Linked DNA regions of Mus musculus: region 2 is linked to region 1. A link is a contact called in public HiChIP or PLAC-seq data. All regions are on one chromosome and are shown on one strand. Each heading gives the region's core, a stretch centred on a gene start, on an enhancer-like site or on the middle of the called end of the contact. The rest is flanking DNA. Distances are from core to core; before and after follow the strand shown.

Region 1 (2,700 bases), core at 55-2,554:
TGGTCTAGACCCAGGAGGAGATACCCTGCCCTGGACCCCTACTCCCCGAACCCTCAGTCAGGTGTGGAAGTTGGTTTTGCATCTTCTTCCCAGGATAAAACAAGGTAAGATCATTCATATTTCTAGAAAACATCCAGAAATCTCTCAGCTGGGGCTATCGGTCCCTACGCATATCAATCTTCTGGGGACATGTGCCCTGCTGGGGAGGGCACACTCATGGGAGGGGACAAGCTCTCAACATTTCTTAGCATAGACAGCTGGTTATTAGGGATGGGTTGCTATAGTTCCCTGAGACTAGTGAGTCTTCCATGCGTGTTCCTGATGAAAGCCATCTATTCCCAAGGCTGCAGCACACACACCACAAACACAAACATCACTGAGTTTGGTCCAAGGAGAATCAAGTCCAAAAAAAAAAAAAAAAAAAAAACTCTGGTGCTCAAAAGAGTGATCCTGCATTGACACCCGGCCATAAATAACTGCTTGCCCTGCGCTGTTGAAACATAGCCATGCTCCCTGAACCCTCTTCAGATTCAGGGAGATACATCACCCGCAAGGACCCAGCCACTAGTTAGGACAATGGCTGTCTGTGCAAGAATGGCCAGCTCAAAAGAGAACGGGCAACAGGAGGAGACCCCTTAGTGGAGCTAGGTTAACACACATCCCTCACAGCCAAGTCACAGCCGTTGTAAAACCCACTCTCTTGCACTCACTCGACCTCCACCAGGGCCTTTTTCGGAGGGTGGGAGGTGGGACAGGGAGTGTGCACTACCACAAACCCCAGTGCCTTGAGCACCTCAAGGTAGTCATGGCACTGTCCTAGGTGCTGACATGGGGACCTGGTTCCCACCCCTCACCACACCACTAAAGGGGACAGTGCTGTTACCACAAACACCCTAATAGTAGGTACGGTCAGGAGCCATTCAGGCCCCCAGACAATGCTGCTCTCCCAGAGCACCTGGACCTAGCTTCAACCTGTGCCCTACTTGTATAAACTAGCAGTAGTCACAGGGCACCATTTAATCCTGGGACAGTGAACATAGCCAAGAGACATGTCACAACTCCAAAGCCAGTCAGGTGCATAGGATCTTCTTTGTGCAAGCTTATTATCTAGTTGAAAGGTAGAGGCAGAACAAAGATTAACCATGAACAGTTAAGGCAGTTTTATTCTACCTTTCTTTTTCTTTGCAAACAGCATTAAACTGTGTTAAATCAAAATCTGAGCCCTGTTTGTTAAGCCTGTAGAGTATTTCCAGTCAGCCTAGTTTCAAGAAAATACTGGGGATGAGTCACAACTGTTTTGTGCACTTCTGCATCAGAGAAATAAGGGAGGCACTGGGCACTGTGACCATGGTCTTGTAACTCTGGTCCCACGATCACAGCCCTGGGGGTGGGGAGCATCAGAGCATGGGGCCAGGTCCCGTGCTTGCCCTTCCATGTGTCAACCTCTCCCCTTTCCTCCAATGCAGCCCAGTTCTCCAGGGCCCAGATCCCTGACACTCTGCCCTGCTCTGATGGCTTCTAGACCACCACAGTGTTCGTTAGGATAATGGATATGAGCATGGAGGAAGTTAGGGTCATTCCTTGCATCTAGGAGAACCTACCAGAGCCTGAACCAGAAGAAAGCACAGCATGTCTGAAAAATGGAAACTGAAAGCAGTAGGCACCAGCCAGCCTCTGAGCAGCCCTCAGGGCACCACCCAGGCTAATACAATTCCTTCTCACTGAGGCTTAGCGTAAGGTTCAACTCCCACAGGCAGAGATACAAGAAACTCCCGCAAATCATTAACAAAAGGTGTAATTAAAAGCAAGCAAAAGGACAGGAGGAATCACAAAAGACCCAAGACAGGGTAAAAAAGAAGCTGGCCTTTGTTATTTATCAAGAGATGCCAACTAGACTCTAACCATAGTCCTGCCTCTGCCTGTGTCACATGTGTGAGCCACTGAGGGCACCCCTGGAACCACACGCTGTAACGGAAGCGTGACAGGCTGCAGTCACTGTGTAAAACTTTCTTAGAAAGTCAAACATACACTGGCTGAACAGTCCAGTAATTCTATTGTTGGATATCAGCCCAAGAGAAATGAGGCGTGCGGACAGCCAAGTGCCGGAAACCACAGGGTGTGGTCAACGGAACAATTGTGCAGGGGAATCCTGCCTACTGTACACTCATGCAATAGACACTGCTCAATGACTTGTTGAGCTACTAGGATCACTGATACTGAACAACTGAGGTGGTTCTCAAATGCATGTGAATGGCAGAGGCCAGACTTAATATTCCACAATGCCGTGTGTTCAAGTTCAAGAACAGATAGATCAGTCCAGGTGCCAAGACTTACAGCTGGGGCAGTGGCACACTTATAACTCCAGAACCCAGAAGTACAGGAGGACAGGTGTTTAAGACCAGTCTGGACCACACAGTGAGAAACTCTCAAACATTGGATGAGGGAGGGAAATCAAAGCCAAGAATGGGGAGAAGTTGTCGATGCTGGTCACTGGGGTGAGAGAAATGCCTGGAAGAGAACATGAAGGAGCTTTCTAGAATGATGTCAGTGTTCTGTATCCTGGGGGGGGGAGGGGGCTGTAACTTCGTGGGATACTTGTTCACCAAGGCGTCTCAGTCTGAGAGATTCTGATCTGTACCTGTGATTCAACTCAGAAAATGCCTGACATATTTATGGGCTTACAGGGAATGTTAGGTATTA
Region 2 (2,700 bases), core at 25-2,524, 320 kb after region 1:
TGAAAGGCTATTTGCTTAAACAATAAAAACTCACTTAGAAAGGGAAAGTGCTACTTGGAATTTAGATGAAGACTACCAGATTTGAAGACCAGATTTGAAGAATGATTATGTAACTCGGTTCCTAAAATGAAAACTGTGACTCCTGGGGACTTTCCCCTAACCCTGGACTGGCTCTAGATACACTGGCTTCCAGCCTTGCCTGTGGGTTTCCCTGCTACCACCTTGGCCCTGTGGTCATAGTAACCTCAACTTCGTGTTTTCTTCTCTGATCCTGCCTTCTAGCCCTTCCTAGAAGTCCTTCCTCTCCCCCCCCCCCTTTACCCCCTCCCTTGTACTAGCTCTTCAATGTCTGCTGGGGCTCAGCCTCCCATCAGTGATCTGCCCTCTAGGGTGCTGCTGCTCTCCCCATGCTCCAAGAGGGCAGAACCAAGTGCCTTACCACCTTACTGCCCAGGAGATGGTTGGTTTTCCTGCACTGTACTGCCTATGCCAAGCAAAGTTTGCTGGTAACTTCAGCAATGCTTTGGAAAAGTAGGAACCTTAATGGTTGGACAGAACTAGGGTTGTGAGCTGTAGACAAGCTCACGCTGTGCCACTCACTCAATGCCCATGAGACCATGGGTATGTTTCTGTCATATGCCAGACTCCTGCTGCTATAAATTAGACAATAGGGCTACAGCTTCTAGGGCTATGGGGAAACACAAGATGGACAGCATGGGTACTGGAGTCTGCTTAGAAGCCAGCCTTGGTGATCCTGAATTAAGAATGAGCCTGTGCATAGTGAGCACATACATGCATGCACACATGACAGCACACAGGCAGTGCTCTCACACTAACTTAAGCTGACACCCAATTCTGCATGCATGCATGATGCACGCACATAAGAACATGCCGTCACACTCTGACATACACAGGAGCACATGCTACCACATACGTGGTTACCTGGACTCAATCTCTCAACAGGTATGCACAGCAATGTTAATGATGTGCTGAGGTTGTGACATGGGTTGAGAACTTTCCTGATGTTTTCTTGTCCATAGCATAGTACTGCTTTTTTATAATTAGAGACGAGTGCCTCTAGGTTATTGAAAAGGCTTCTTAGAAATTCTGAATCTTTGCAAAGGAAATATGGAAGAGGCTAGAAATAAACAGTTGGCAGCACAAAGGTGGCAACTCATAGAATCTGTAAAGAACTTGTGGACACAGGGTGTGGCCTTTGGCCTGCTGTCTGTGGGATGCCTGGCTGCTGAGGTGAGGCACATGATTCATTGCCCTGCTGTGGTTTGTGCTCTAACTCTGTGCTTTCTTCCCAGGTCCTGCACACACACAAGCCTCACTTCATGGCCTTGCACTGCCAAGAATTTGGAGGGAAAAACTACGAGGCCTCCATGTCCCATGTGGACAAATTTGTCAAGTAAGTCTCAGCTGGAGCCTGTGGACCGTGGGGTAGGTCTTTGGATGGGATGTGGTGGTGAATGCCACTCCTTGAAACTTGTCTGTGGGTCATGTTGAGGGAGCTGCAATTTCCCCAGAGAGGTGTAGACCACAGGGAATGGTGCAGAAGAAATACCCATGGGGTATTCCTAGAACCTGCCCTCCATTGGAACAGCTTGGCATGGACACAGTTGGGGATTGAGCTTTGCCTCAGTTCCTGGAGTGCACTCAAGGCACTACCTGCCCCATGGGTCTCTGGTGTTCCCACTATCCTTGGTTCTGTTGCTGATTTTTTAATGTGCGTGCGCGAGAGTGTTCATGCCTCCGTGCATGCATACATGTGTGTAAGGGGTGTGTGCACATGCCACATAGCTCATGTAGAGGTCAGATAACACTTTTTTTGAGTCAGTTTTTCCCACTTCTATGTGGGCTCCAGGGATCAAATTGAAGTTTCAGGCTTGTACAACAGATGACATTACCCACTAGGCCACTTCACCGACCCTTGTTAGCACTTTTTCTTGCCCCTTTACTTCTGTTTGCATCTGGCCTGAACTTGACAAGAAAATAAGGAAGTACTCCTTCAGTGCTTACATGCCCGTGCAGGTGACAGCTAAGATCCTGAACATCACTGTGTGTAGAGAGACTGAGTAAGCACCCTGTTCACAGCAGAGTTTCTTTCGAGCGACATGTGCTATGTTCCCATCACTCAAGATTTTGGAGCTTGATTGGGTATCAAAAACTCTGTACATTGCTCCCAAGTAGTCTTCAAGACAGTTTGGTGCTCCAAAGCGTACTCCCTAACACGCACTCCTAATACTGGCACGGGGAGAAGGGCAGCACGGAAACAGCCCAGAAGGAAATTGAGGTGGCATTCTGCTGGCCAGAGCACTGGCTCCCATCGCAGCAGTGGAACAACAAGGGTGGGCAGACGTGCTGTACGGGATGTCTTCCATGGTGCATGCCCTTGGTGCAGCAGGCTGAGAAGTTCCTTATAGAGATCCTGCCTCACCATGTCCCAAGATGTCACTCTACCTTGCCTCAGAATGAATTCTAGTTATACTCAAGTAAAATTTGAAGATAGAGATATAGAAGAGGATCTTTGTAGCTTTGAGGTAGGGAGGATTTCTTTCAGGATGTGCAAAACTTGCAGCTTAGAAAGATAAGATTGACACATTTGTCCTGTTAAAAAAAAGCCATACTGTTACAGAAAGATATTCTGAACGAAGGAAGAGCCAAGCTACCTTATGAAGACCATCTGCAGCACAC

Evidence for each region. HiChIP or PLAC-seq counts read pairs in DNA pulled down with a chosen protein or histone mark.
Region 2: a FOXA1 HiChIP or PLAC-seq map of pancreatic cancer cells shows a contact between it and region 1. The contact joins two enhancer-like sites. A contact is called at or near these places in 2 of 484 Hi-C or Micro-C datasets (ECoMG-derived neutrophils and bone marrow-derived macrophages) and 1 of 115 datasets of contacts at active chromatin or transcription factors (pancreatic cancer cells).

Annotation. Positions count from the first base shown.
Region 1 is chr7:139,154,832-139,157,531 of GRCm38.p6, forward strand. The region is part of intron 1 of Stk32c (serine/threonine kinase 32C); the gene reads right to left. Among named protein-coding and RNA genes, the nearest start is that of Stk32c, 32 kb to the right of the region's middle. Within about 2 kb of position 1,305, at least 50 of the 459 cell types and tissues checked have an H3K27ac peak or open chromatin away from gene starts, as enhancers often do. A contact at or near this core is called in pancreatic cancer cells, where this site is marked.
Region 2 is chr7:139,476,682-139,479,381 of GRCm38.p6, forward strand. Inpp5a (inositol polyphosphate-5-phosphatase A) reads left to right here. Exons shown (of 16, transcript NM_001127363.1): 3 at 1,314-1,414. Among named protein-coding and RNA genes, the nearest start is that of Gm46004, 89 kb to the left of the region's middle. Within about 2 kb of position 1,275, at least 27 of the 459 cell types and tissues checked have an H3K27ac peak or open chromatin away from gene starts, as enhancers often do. A contact at or near this core is called in pancreatic cancer cells, where this site is marked.